Regions from separate parts of the Pan troglodytes genome. Here region 1 is linked to region 2. The links are chromatin contacts, called in public Hi-C maps. All regions are on one chromosome and are shown on one strand. The core of a region is the stretch at or near the end of the contact, and the rest is flanking DNA. Distances in the headings are between cores, read along the strand shown. Region 1 holds the start of FGF1 (fibroblast growth factor 1). Region 2 overlaps LOC107974888 (a long non-coding RNA gene).

Region 1 (7,051 bases), core at 4,177-6,676, 150 kb before region 2:
ACATGTCTTCTATTTTTTTTTTTCTTCTTGAAAGCAGAAATCCTTCAGTCCAGGTCCTTGAGCGAGGGTGATACAGAATGGAGCTTCCCAACCCACCTGCAAATGGACAGACGTGCCCAACTGTGAGTGAGAAAGGAGCCTTTGTTATTTTAAGCCACTGAGAGGTGGGGATTATTCATGATCACAGTCATCTCACCTTTTTTTCTACTAATACACATAGAAAAAAAGATGGGCTGTTTTCCAGGCACAGAGGTGAGCCTGTTTTGAAAGAATATGGTGTGATACAGTCCTGGTGAGTTGACTGGCTTAAGTTCCAGGGAGATGGGCACAGGAATTGTGATTGAGGCAGAGAAAGCAGCTCCCAAGAAGAGCTTATGAAGATTGGCTAGAGGCAAGTTTTAAAGGGACATGGATTTAACAGTAAATATTGGATATTGTCCTACAAGTTGAAGGATCTCCAGAAGTTGGTGACTGACTTGACTACTGATAACAATGGAGATGAACCAGGAAGAAGCTCATCAGTATGAAAGGGTGGAATTAGGTAAAGAGCTACTACCAATGAACACATTACAGTTTTTGGTTTTGTTTCTCATTCTCTAGAGGTAGCCATTATTAAGAATTTGGTGAGGGCCAGGCGCGGTGGCTCACGCCTGTAATCCCAGCACTTTGGGAGGCCAAGGAGGGCAGATCACAAGGTCAGGAGATCAAGACCATCCTGGCTAACACGGTGAAACCCCGTCTCTACTAAAAATACAAAAAATTAGCCAGGTGTGATGGTGGGTGCCTGTAATCCCAGCTACTCAGGAGGCTGAGGCAGGAGAATGGCATGAACCCGGGAGGCGGAGCTTGCAGTGAGCCAAGATCACGCCATGGCACTCCAGCCTGGGCAACAGAGCAAGACTCTGCTTTTTATTAAAAAAAAAAAAAAAAAGAATTTGGTGAGAATTTCTTCAGCAATTGCATGCACATGCAAACACACACACACATACACACCAATTTAAAAAAACACACATCGCATCAATCATATTCTACCTGCAATTCTGAAAAAAAATTCCAGTTGATAATATCTCCATGGTTGTTTTCCATGTTACCGCAAAGAGATTTGCCTTTCTTTTTCATTGGCAGCTTAGTATGCCATAGTACCACTGTATCACAGGCAACCATTCTGTTGACACTTAGGTTGTTTCCACAATTGCAAACAATTCTTCAGTGACCATCCTTGCAAATAATATCCATGCATTTCAATATCTTCTTTCTGCAGGCAATAAGACCAGCTTTGTCACCATTCTAATGGTAAAAATGTTAAGCTGAGTAACAAAGGAACACAACCAGGCCAGCTATTTGAGATGGTTATTTTTGGTTAATGGGTGACAGGTGGGCTTCAACTATGCCCAGAATGGTGTTTAAAACATAGTGGGCACTCAATAAGTATTTGCTGGATGCATGAATGAATAAACAAGTGAATCCACATCCACTATAGACACTTGTCAGGCCTGCCCTGCCCCCATTTATAATAGGATTTTTCAACCCCAGCACTATGGACTGTTAGGGCCAGGTAATTCTTTGTTATGGGGGGCTGTCCTGAGCATTGTAGAAAGTTTACCACCATCCCTGACCTCTACTCACTAGATGCCACTAGAACAACCCCAGATGCAACAACTAACAATGTCTGCAGAAACTGCTAAATATCCCCTGGGGAAAAATCGCTCCTGATTGAGAACCACTGATTTATAATACGGGTTAAAGTTGTATAAGGACAAAGGCCCTTTATGAAAACAGCTAACTCTAGGCTGGGCACGGTGGCTCATGCCTGTAATCCCAGCACTTTGGGAGGCTGAGGCCAGCGGATCATTTGAGGTCAGGAGTTCGAGACCAACCTGGCCAACATAGAGAAACCCCGTCTCTATTAAAAATACAAAAAAAATGATCTGGGCATGGTGGCACCTGTAATCCCAGCCATCTATCCATCCATTTATCCACCTATTCCTCAAATACCTATTGAGCACCCACTGTGTGCCAGGCCTGTAATCCCAGCTACTGGGGAAGGCTGAGGCAGGAGAATTACTTGAACCCAGGAGGCGGAGGTTGCAGTGAGCCAAGATCGCACTACCACACTCCAGCCTGGGAGAGAGAGTGAGACTCCATCTCAAACAAAACAAACAAACAAAACCCCAACTAACTCTAAAAACGTTGATCCTACTTCTCCCTGATCCTCTCATGTTATAGTGGCCTTTTTTCCCTGGGTCTTCACAGTTTTTTCATAGAGATTCTTGGATACCTTATTTTTGGTTTGGATTTCGTTTCTCCAGGGCTACCTTCCCTGATGCCTCCCCCATCAACTCATGTATATATACATGAGGATTATAATGTATACTAATCTTCATTATACATTGTTAATCTCCATTATTCATTCTCTAATTACCAAATACCCCTCCTTGGTGTGGAGGAAAAAAATATTAAATTTGAGCTCAATTGAACGTGGACACAAACAATGGTCACCAAGTCCCGGAACAGGTTGTGTGAACCCCTTGAGGCATTCATCCAGCACTGTTTCGGAGAAATCTCCATTTCAATCTATTCCTATACATTAGTTATTGAAAAACAACAGACAATCACAAAAACAAGTTGACCTTTTTGTGTTCCTTGAGCCCAGTTGTGAAGGGCCCTCGTGACTGGACCTCATGCCAAACAACTCGTTACAAAAGAGCTAGGGTCCCAGACTGTGCCGAAGCTTCACAGACCTCTCCTCGTCTGTGCACAGATGAGTGGCTGACTCTGGAGCCCAGGCTATTGCTTCCTGGCCTGGTGATGAATCCTCCATAGTCTGGTGGTATAAATATATATATATATTTTTCTTCTCCCTTTCCCATTGCAATTTGCTTATTATATCATTTGCTTATTATATCTGCATTGCTATTTATATGGGATTCAAAAGTATTGTGTGTGCCTTTTCTTCTCCCCTCACACGTTTCCCGCACAGAACACTTAGTAGTGCTTATCATTGTTGAATTCTTACATTTATTGAATTAATTATTAAAAGTGTATCCATAATCTGTTTCCCTCCCTGAGCTTCCTAGAGGAGGCCATCACTAAGAATTTGCCATGGAACATGCCATTTTTTGCTCACTATTTTTATATCTAGTGCCTAAAACAAGGCCTGGCACACAGTAGGTGCTCAATGGGTATTTGCGGAATGGCTGGATGAATGGATGGATAGATGGCAACCTAATATCAGTCAGCAATAGCCAGCCCAAGGGTACAGCAGACTTCACAAATTGTTCTTGTACCTTCTAAAACAATTTTGAAAAACAATGTTACATATACCCACATTTAAACATTTATATTAATTTTCATCATTAAGTTTATATGGTTTCAAGAGCATAATTTCTAATATATTATAAAGCTGGAATTTAAAAATTAAACTGTGGGCCAGGTGTGGTGGCTCATGCCTGTAATCCCAGCACTTTGGGAAGCCAGGGTGTGTGGATCACCTGAGATCAGGAGTGTGAGACCAGCCTCAAACTGATGAAACCCCATCTCTACCAAAAACACAAAAATTAGCCAGGCGTGGTGGCAGGCGCCTGTAATCCCAGCTACCCAGGAGGCTGAGGCAGGATAATCTCTTGAACTCAGGAGGTGGAGGTTGCAGTGAGCCAACATTGCACCATTGCACACCAGCCTGGGCAACAGAGCGAGACTCTGTCTCAAACAAACAAACAAAAAATTAAACTGTGGCATCATTCTTTAAGTGTACCTATTAATCTGTTATTATTTCTAATATTCTCTTTGATTTGCTTCCACAGTTCTGTCCCTCAATATTCAAGGAAGGAAAAGCAAAGTTGTTGAATTAAAAAATGCCTAATTAATCATTTAAAAAGACTGAATTAAAGTATTAAAGGAAGTTCCTAGTTTGGGAACTTTGATATTTTTATACTTGGGGCAATGGCACCTTATTAAGACTTGTGAAGACTGACAGGTATGATTTCCTTTCATACAGTAGGGGAAGGGTTATGAACACAGACACGTGCTCAGGCAAACCAGGTTTAGGAAAGAATAGCTGCAGAAATGGAGAACTAACTGATTGTCTAAAAATAATCCTTGGTGTGGCCCTCCTCTTTGGAAAGCCTTGCAGACTCCCATCTGGGGTAATGCAGCCTAGTGACCTGCAGAGGGCAGTGTTGGACAAGCTGTTGGTTCAATCTCTCTGTCTCTTTCTCAGGTTAGTGGAAAGTGCAGTCCAGCTTGGATACAGTGGGAACCCGGCCTGGGCGGCCCAGCCCAGTCCTCTCTGGTGTGTGTGTTTGCACAACGAATTATTCACAGGAAAATGGCTCCAACGAGAATGGCGGCCAGAGACTCCATCCTGTACCTAGAACCAGGGCCTGGGACTGTAAACAGATGAAAACCTTATTTTCTCTCCCCTTCAATAACTGGATTTGGAACAGAAATCAAGGATTGAAGTTGTGGGTCTGAATCAACCCTAAGGGTTTTGTTTTCCCTCTTATGAAGTGAAAACAACAGTGAAATGTCAACGATTCACATCTTCAGGAGACGGTAGGGCAAAGTGGCCAAGAGCTCAGACAGTCGGGAGTTCCCATCCCACTCTACCCTCTCCAAAGGTTAGGTAAGGAGCCTTTCCAAACCTCAGCTTCCCTGGATATCAAATAGGAGCAATCTTACCCTCCTGGCAGCGGTGTTGTGAGGATTAAATACAAGAATGCGGAAGTACTCCTCAAATGAAGGGCATTCAGCAAGAAAGAGCCCAGTAAATAACAGTGATAATGGTGAAAAGGACGATATTGAATTGGCATCTTGCCAGGCATGACATTTTCAAAACTTTCCATTCATGTCTGAAGAGGAAGGATCAGAGGTGAAAAATCAAACTGTCTCAGTGTTGTAAGTTTTACAAGCCTAGGAGCCAGAGGCAGAAACAGCCAGGACAGAAGGCAGAATCAACACATTGAGAGCCTAGCTCTGTGGCGTTGCCCACATCTGCCTTTCAGGGTTGGGGCTCCCATCCTGGTGTTGAAAAGAGGATCTTTGCATCTAAAATAGTGTGTATGATGACTGTGCGACACGACCACCAGACTCAGAAATACTCACCTGCCTCAGACATAAAAGTAAGGACTTCGTTCATTACATTGATCCTCTGTGAAACCTCAAAGGGTAGCAATCAGCTAATTGAAGAAAAATGATAAGTTGGACACATTGCTCGGATGTACTGAAAGTAAGGCTCAGAGCAAAACCCGCTCCCTTCTGCCTCATATAGGGAAAGGTAACAGGGACTAGTGCAGAGAGAGGCATGGAGAGAACTCGGATGAGATCACTGTCCTTTCACCTGGCAGCTGTCCAGCCCCCAAATAGCTTTTGTGTCCAGTCCAAAAATAAGATCACATGAGAGGGGGAGAAATAAATACACAGTGCTTGTCCTTGGCCTTTCTGTGGGCATACCAGTGTCAGCTGCACTTGTAGGGGCCCAAGTGCCTCATGACCCACTCCGCAGCCTTCCTCTCCAGGATCCCCAAGGCTAGGAGGCCAACCTACTAACAGGTGGGTATGGTGTGTGGTTTCACTCAGCTCTTCTCATGGGGTTTCTCTGAGCTCCATTCATACCAGAAAGGGAGCAGGAGAGAGAGGACAAGTGGATCCAACAGCCTTCGCTCCAGGGGAATCAGGGCATCGCCTCCTTTTCTGGGAGGACACTCCCTTCTGATGGTGAATGGGAACTCCCTTCCTCCTGCAGCAGCCTGCCTGCAGCCGTCCTGGTAGAACAGTGTGGACATTGCAGAAGCTGTCACTGCCCCAGAAAGAAAGCACCCCAGAGCCAAGGCAAAGAGGTGAGTGCATCTGTTTCTGCAAAGGGCTCAGATTGCTACAGACTTTCTGCTTGGCTTCATGTTGTGCTCAGCATGAACGTTCTCCCTCACCCCCGCCTTCCTTTTCTCCTCCCTGATCTGGGTCTGTGGCAAGCTTGAGTCTATGTGATGAATGTTAGAGTGAAATATTCCTGTACTGCCTTCTCTCATTCAAAGGCCAATTCACTCCCAGAAAGAACTGGGTAGGTCTGGTTCTTAGTGGGGAAGCAGGAAATGGTTCCTACTAAGTGAATTATCTTTGCTGAGATCCAAGAAGATGTTTACCAGGAAATCATTAGACAAATCCCATTACAGTAGACTTAATGCTTCATTTTAAAAAGCACTGCATGAAATAGAAAATAAAAGGATGCCAGCTGATTCTTTGTCGTTGGCAAAAAGGAAAAAACAAAAATGAGACATGCAGAGCCTCTTTTTCCCCATCACCTCCCTTCCCCATCTCTTCCTGATTTCTTAGAGCCCTGCAAAACATACTTAACAGATTCAAGTATTCCTTTCTCTGGTTGAAAACAAGAGGAATAAAATCAGGGGTTTGGGGAAAATTGCTCTGTACACAGACTTCAGAGACAAAGAGGAGAAACAGATTTTGCAGCCTCGGTCTCCCCTATAATGCCTCCTCATAGAACATGTACCTATATCCATTTAGGGATATGGATAGACGCCACTATCACTTCCACACACAAACTGTTATCCTGGATGTAGTCTGCCCCTAGGCTATGGACTACAAATACCCATGCTAAGAAGCAACCAACAAAATTCTGGTAGGAACAAGGTCATTACTTGAATAAGTCAGGATTCATTTAGTAACCATGGACTGAAACCCAGTTTGAAGAGATTTAGGCAAAAAGAGGATTTTTTCTTTTTTCTTTTTTTTTTTTTTTGAGACGGAGTCTCGCTGTCGCCCAGGCTGGAATGCAGTGGCGCAATCTCGGCTCACTGCAAGCTCCGCCTCCCGGGTTCACGCCATTCTCCTGCCTCAGCCTCCCGAGTAGCTGGGACTACAGGCGCCCGCTACCACGCCCGGCTAATTTTTTGTATTTTTAGTAGAGACGGGGTTTCACCGTGTTAGCCAGGATGGTCTCGATCTCCTGACCTCGTGATCCGCCCGCCTCGGCCTCCCAAAGTGCTGGGATTACAGGCGTGAGCCACCGCGCCCGGCCAAGAGGATTTTTTTATTA
Region 2 (6,775 bases), core at 3,905-6,404:
ATCGCAATTTGTACTCATTGTACAAATGATACAAGTACATACAAATAATAAAAGTAATAATTGAAAAGTAAAACTGCAGAGAAGGTTCTAGAATGAAAATCAAATCCCTTCTGGTACACCCAGCCTCTTGTTCTAATGTTCAGAGTATGGAGAGGTAAGTTTAAGGTCCATAAAAATCAGAGTTTGTGCATAGACAGAATGTAGATTTGTCCATCAAATCCTGGACTATGAGAACCCCGATAGTTCTGAGAACTTTATAGGAGTAATTTTAGAAGGAAACAAAAGCCACACTTAGTAGGAAGTATACTCCTGAAACTCTCTACCTGGGGAGTTGGCAGGAACATAAAAAGGTAAAAGGGCTCAGGAAGGTTTAGGGTGAATTCTTGGCTGATGGTCCTTAACAGTTGAGGGAAGCTGGAGAAGTTTAACCAGCATCCCAGTGTTTTTCTTTTTCCTATTTATTTATTTATTGAGACCGGTTCTCACTTTGTCACTCAGACTGCAGTGCAGTGGCATGATCATAGCTCACTGCAGCCTCGACCTCCTGGGCTCAAGAGATCCTCCCACCTCAGCCTCCCAAGTAGCTGGGACTACAGGCATATGCCACCACACCCAGCTAATTATTTGTTATTTTGTAGAGACAGGGTCTTGCTTGCTATGTTGCCCAGGCTGATCTCAAACTCCTGGCCTCAAGTGATCCTCCCATCTCAGCCTCCCAAAGTGCTGGGATTACAGATATGAGCCACCACACCTGGCCCTAGTGTTTTAAAATTAACACAAGACAGATCAGCCATGATCTCCCTGGAGTCAGTACAGTTCAGTGAAGAAACAATGAAGTTGCATATTAGTTAGACATGTTTTTCAGCTGCTATAACAGAAAACCTAATAAACAAGAACAGAACTCCTATAAAGGCTTTTATTCGTTACTTAACAAGAAGTCTGGAAATGCATGATCTGAAGATTCATTCAACAACTCAACAATTTTGTGAAGGTTGCAGGTCTTTCCATTCATTCTTCGGCTTAACCACACCTGGCATAAAGGGTTTTTGTGTTTATACTTTTCAATTCATGAGTACAAGATAGCTGCCACAGCTCCAGGTGTCAGTGTCCCAAGCAGGAGAGGCAGGCAGGGAGACAAAAGTCTTCTCTTCGCAAGGGCCTACTGATCTGAGAAGGAAATCCAGCCCAGTAGCACCCAGTAGATTTCTCCTTAGGTCTCAATGGCCAGACTAGATTTGGTCCCTGTTATGGTCTGAATGGTGTCCCCCATAAATTTATCAACTCTAATCTCTAGTATCTCAGAATGTGAATCCGTTTGGAGATAGAGCCATTAAAAAGGTTAAAATGGAGCCAGTAGGGTGGGCCCTAATCCAATCTCGCTGGCATCCTTGTTAGAAGAGGAAATTTGGGGCCAGGCATGGCAGCACATGCCTGTAATCCCAGCACTTTGGGAGGATGAAGCGGGTGGATCACTTGAGGTCAGGAGTTCGAAAACAGCCTGGTCAACATGGTGAAATCCCATCTTTACTAAAAATACGAAAATTAGCCAGGTGTGGTGGCAGGCACCTGTAATCCCAGCTACTTGAGAGGCTGAGGCAGGAAAATCACTTAAACTCAGGAGGCGGAGGTTATAGTCAGCCGAGATCATGCCACTGCTCTCCAGCCTGGGTGACAAGAGTGAAACTCTGTCTTAAAAAAAAAAAAAAAAAAAAAAAGAGGAAATTTGGACACACAAAGAGACACCAGGGACATGCACGCACAGAGGAAAGACCATGTGAGCACGTAGCAAGAAAACAGCCATTTGCAAGCCAGAAAGAGAGCCTCATGAGAAACCAACCCTGCTGACACCTTGATCTTGGACTTCTAGACTCCAGAACCCAGAAAATAAATTTCTGTTGCTTAAGCCACTCAATCTGGGATTTTGTTGTAACAGCCCTAGCAAACTAATACAGTCCCCTAGCTGCAAAAGAGAGTCTATAAAAGGGTGATTTAGCAAGGGAATTCAGTGGCATCCTTGCCTCAGGCTGGGCACTCTCACCTCATACAAAATCAGTTTTCTTAGCCAGGAAAGGGTTGGGGGAGTAGCTACTGGGTAGGCAACTAAAAATGTCCACCACAACTCTTGAGTTGAGAAAGCTGCATGCAATTCTACCTCTGCTACTTGGTAATAATACCTGTGGGTAAGACATGGAGTTTTCATTCAGTAAAATGGGTATGATAAGCAACATACAGGAATAACTAACAAGTTAGTCTCCTTCCTATCTCCTGACTCTGAAATTCTAAATCTGAGGGGTCTGTACCCAAAAAGGACTTTGCTTCTTTGACAAATGAAAATAAACAGGAATATTCACACAGAGTATGCATTTCTAAAATGCATGTTCCTTACAATACTTTCCGATGTTCTATTCCAACTTTCAACTATTCAACAGTGTATTTCCTGAAATAATCAACTAAACGAATCTGAATCTCCTTTCTTTACATTTTCAAAGCCCTAGGAACCCACAGTAAACACACACAAACACACACACGTACGCACGTGCAGCCAGACCCCTCCAGAAAATAAAGGTCTGACATTTTCCTGTTTGATTATATACTTCCTGAGGGCAAAAATTAGACATGGTCATTCCTGTGATGCCATAGACCACTTTACACAGTAGCAATGAGGGCTTGCCTAATGAATGAGGGGAAAACAGCCACTGAGAATCCATCTTATGGGCCACTCATTTCACTAAGACTAGTCAAATATAAGCAATGAACCTGTTTTTTCTGGAAGATGGGTCTCATCATCTTTAAAGCTGCTAAGGATCAAATTATTTTCTTCTCTAAAGAGCTTCACATATTGGGAAAGCTATCATTATGAAACAATAAGTGTTTTCCTTATATGAAGACATTTTATTTTTTAAAACTGCCAAGAAAAGACACATTAGTTAATGAATAGCATGAGAATACCTGATAAGGGAGGTGGGAAATAATGTCCGACCTGTATTATATGATTTATTTTCCCCTCAACATTTTAAAGATTTAAATGTGAAAAATACAAAGGAAAACATGAGTTATTTTTCAAAAATGCTTAGTTTATGGGTAGGCTTCTTTTCTCTTTCTTTTCTCTTTTTCTTTCTTCCTTCCTTTCTTAAGTTGAGGTCTCAGTCTGTTGCCCAGGCTGGAGTGCAGTGGCACAATCACAGCTCACCACAGCCTCAAATTCCTGGGCTCAAGCAATCCTCCCACCTCAGCCTCCCAAGTAGCTGGGATCATAGGTGCATAACACCATGCCTGGCTAATTTTTTAAATTTTATTTTTGTGGAGATGAGGTCTCACTATGTTGCCCAGGTTGGTCTCGAACTCCTGGACTCATGCAGTACTCCCACCTCAGCCTCCCAAAGTGCTGGGATTACAGGTGCATGAACTACCACACTTGGCTTATGGAAGGGTTTCTAAGCATGTCCAGAAGCAAAAAACAAAAGAATTGATAAATTCACTATTATATTAAATAATTTTTAAAATATTATTTGGGAAAAATATATCATAAACAAGCCTAAATGACAAATGATAAAGTTGGGAACTACGGATAAAATCTATGATAGAAAAGCGTTATTTTCCTATTTAGATGAAGAGATCTTCAAATCAGTAAGATGCAGATAAATAATAGAAAAATGGTCAAATTTTCATGAGCTGAGAATCACAGAAAATAATCAGTCATTATTTGGGAATAAGGTTAGAAGCCCACCCCTAAATAGTTAAATAATACTAAAATTTCTTTTAGGACTGTTAAAAAGTTTGATTGTATGTGTGTTTGTGATGGTACGTGCAACTACACACTTTCACTGGAGTTTTCACTGGCATGAACTTTTTTTTTTTTTTTTTTTTGAGACAGAGTTTTGCTCTTGTTACCCAGGCTGGAGTGCAATGGCCCGATCTTGGCTCACTGCAGCCTCCATCTCTCGGGTTCAAGCGATTCTCCTGCCTTAGCCTCCCGATGTAACAATTTTTTTAATGAGTAAAGCTAGATTTATTGAAATGGAAAACATCCAAAATGTGCTAAATAAAAAATAGCAAGTTGTAGAACAAGATGTCCAATATGCTCCCATTTGTGTAAAGCAAAGAAAAAGCATATATATACTTTTATATGCTTGTATGTGTATGGAACACTTCTGGAAGGATACTCAAAATACTGTTAACTGTGGTTCCGTCTGGAAACGATCTGTTTGAAATTTTTTTTACCGTGATTGCATATTTCTTTAGTAATAAAAAAATACACAGTTAAGATATAAAAAGCCCCATGATGCTTCCTCGGAAATTCTTCAAATGGGGAAAATTAAGCTAAAAGTGTTAGGGCTTATCACTTCCTCCTAACAGTTGGCTTTTGGAGAGACAGGGAAATGGTCCTAAGGAAAGGAGTTCCTTCAGGGTGGAATATTTGGAATTGCCCCATTTGGGTGGGGAAGGGGAGTGGGCTGAGGACCCAGGCAGGGCTCCTGCTCTCCAGCCCAGGAGGGAGAGCAAAGAGCAACAGATCAGGGAATTATCTCTCCCTGACTTCAGGAGCCAAATCAGCTCCGGAGGGGAGGGGAAAGGGGGTGGGCGAGGGAAGGCCCCCAGGGCAAGACATCAAACAGGACGGAGGCATCTCTGACCTCCGGGTCACAGGCCCGCGCGCTCCGGGAGCCCACCCGGGGCGCCGGCGCTGGAAGCCAATTCCGAGTGATTTAGGAAATCGCCCAGCCTGGGGGCTGGGGCGGGCAGGAAAGGAGCGATTAAGGGCGAGAAGGAGAAGTGAGGCTTCCTCGGGAATGAGCACATTTGGAAGCCAGGCAGGAAGCGGGCAGGAAGCTGCTCTCATAAAACAATCTGACAATTACGTGTCAGTGTAGGAGAAGGGCCCTGGAAATTATGGGGCTGCCGCGCCGCACTCCCGAGCCCTCCCCCGGTGATTTCCTCGGGGCTGCAATGAGCCGCGGGAGGAAATTATATTTGGGGCCAGGTGTTTGTTCCTGCACATTTGGGTTCAACTTGGGACTGAGAATTTTACGCTCACATGCTGAGGGAAACAATTCCCTGGTGCCTTTGTAAACCACGGCGGATGCACTGCCTCCAGCTGGACTGGGTTTTGGTACTGTGATTAGCATAGCTGGGATTTACCAAGCGCCTCCTCTAGCCAGGTGCTTCACCTGCAACTCACAGCAAGGGGCCTGGATAGGTTCACTGACTTGCCACAGACAATCACTAGGGGTGGCAGAGCAAGAATTTGAACCCAGGCACTGTCTCCAGAGCCCCACACTCAAATCCAACTTGAAAACATACTTCACAAACTTTTCATAAGAGCAACCAGAACCATTACTTTATACGTGTATCTGGAGGAAAGGGTTCCTAAGCAGACTGCTACCCACACACAGGCTGCCTTCTCCTTGTCATTCATTGATTCATTCACTTGTTCCTTCGTATCTATTAAGTACCTATGGTGTGGCCAGCAAAGTTAGGTACTATAAAATTATAAGACACATTCTGACTTCTAAAGAAGCCTTAGGCCTTCTAGAGGCCTTATGCCTGCAGTGGTGGCTCATGCCTGTGACCCCAGCACTTTGGAAGGATAAGGTGGACGGATTACTTGAGTCCAGGAGTTTGGGCAACATAGCAAGACCCTGTCTCTACAAAACAATAACAACAACAACGAAAATAGCTGGACACAGTGCCTGTAGTCCCAGCTACTTGGGAGGCTGAAGCAGGAGGATCACTTGAACCTGGGAGGTTGAGACTTCAGTGAGCCATGATTGCCCCACCGCACTCCAGCCTGGGCGACAGAGTGAGATCTTGTCTCAAAAAAACAAAACAAAACAAAACAAAAAAACACAAAGATAACTAGAGGGCACATTTTACAGGTTTTACAGGCTTAGATTCCAAACATATTTGCAGTCTTATCCTGGGCCTTGACATGATTCTTCTAAGCCCATTTGGATTTTCCTAGAGCAGACATGCTCCCTCAAACCCTCCAGACCAGGAGCATTTCCCAGCGCACACCTTTGGCAGCCTCCTGGTAGACCCTGATCCTCCCTCTAACTTCCTCCCTCCATTCAGAGGGCATCCTTTGGGAAGCTGGGGCCTATAAGACAATCTGAAGTTCCCCCAGGGGCACCTGAGAGGAGTCCAGCAGAGCAATGAAGTGTCCTGACTCCACCAACCACTAGCTGGATGACCTTGGGCAAGTTGCTTCACCTTTCTGAGCCTCCTCTGTAAGGTGAGGTTGTTGTGAGGATTAAACAGAAAAACACGCTGGGCTTTGAGCCCACTGCCTGGAACATAGTAAGTATTCAGTAAGTCTTGGCTGTGTCCCTGGAGGTCAGTGCTCTGTGCTCTGTTAGGAATAAGCCAACCCAGCTCTCAACACCTCTTCTATTAACAAACTGCTCTGAAGACACTGGAAATGCTATACTTCCCTCCTAGCTCAATTCTGTGATGTCTCAAGTCACATTAATTTTTATGCAATGAACTATACCTGGAAACATGATTATTTCCTTAGTCACTGAATTCCTGAACGTTCATCTATTACTTGTGAATGCTAAGCAGAACAATATTCACAGTGGACAGGAACAAGGTCTTTAGAGCTAGACTTCCAAGCTCAGGTCCCATCTCTGTAACTTGGGCAAGTTACTGAATAGCTTTGAACCTTAATTTTCTCATCTGTAAAAACTGGGATAATAAAGCTCTTATCCCATCAGGTAACTGTGAGCATCAGTTGAAAGAATGGTAAATGATTATGTGCTTGGCTTCAGGTAAAAAC

Evidence for each region. Hi-C and Micro-C count contacts between places; a contact is called where the count stands out from the background.
Region 1: a contact with region 2 is called in a Hi-C map of stem cell-derived neural progenitor cells, with 7 times the contacts expected there. The contact joins the promoter of FGF1 here to the enhancer-like site in region 2. A contact is called at or near these places in 1 of 7 Hi-C or Micro-C datasets (stem cell-derived neural progenitor cells) and 1 of 1 other capture datasets (stem cell-derived neural stem cells).

The regions. Positions count from the first base shown.
Region 1 is chr4:140,413,149-140,420,199 of NHGRI_mPanTro3-v2.0_pri, reverse strand. FGF1 (fibroblast growth factor 1) reads left to right here and starts at 5,426. Exons shown (of 3, transcript XM_024356768.3): 1 at 5,426-5,550. LOC107974888 (a long non-coding RNA gene) reads right to left here. Exons shown (of 7, transcript XR_002943956.3): 4 at 1,033-1,255; 5 at 1-96.
Region 2 is chr4:140,266,745-140,273,519 of NHGRI_mPanTro3-v2.0_pri, reverse strand. All of the region lies in intron 2 of LOC107974888 (a long non-coding RNA gene), which reads right to left. Among named protein-coding and RNA genes, the nearest start is that of FGF1, 140 kb to the left of the region's middle. Within about 2 kb of position 5,154, at least 8 of the 24 cell types and tissues checked have an H3K27ac peak or open chromatin away from gene starts, as enhancers often do. A contact at or near this core is called in stem cell-derived neural progenitor cells and stem cell-derived neural stem cells, where this site is marked.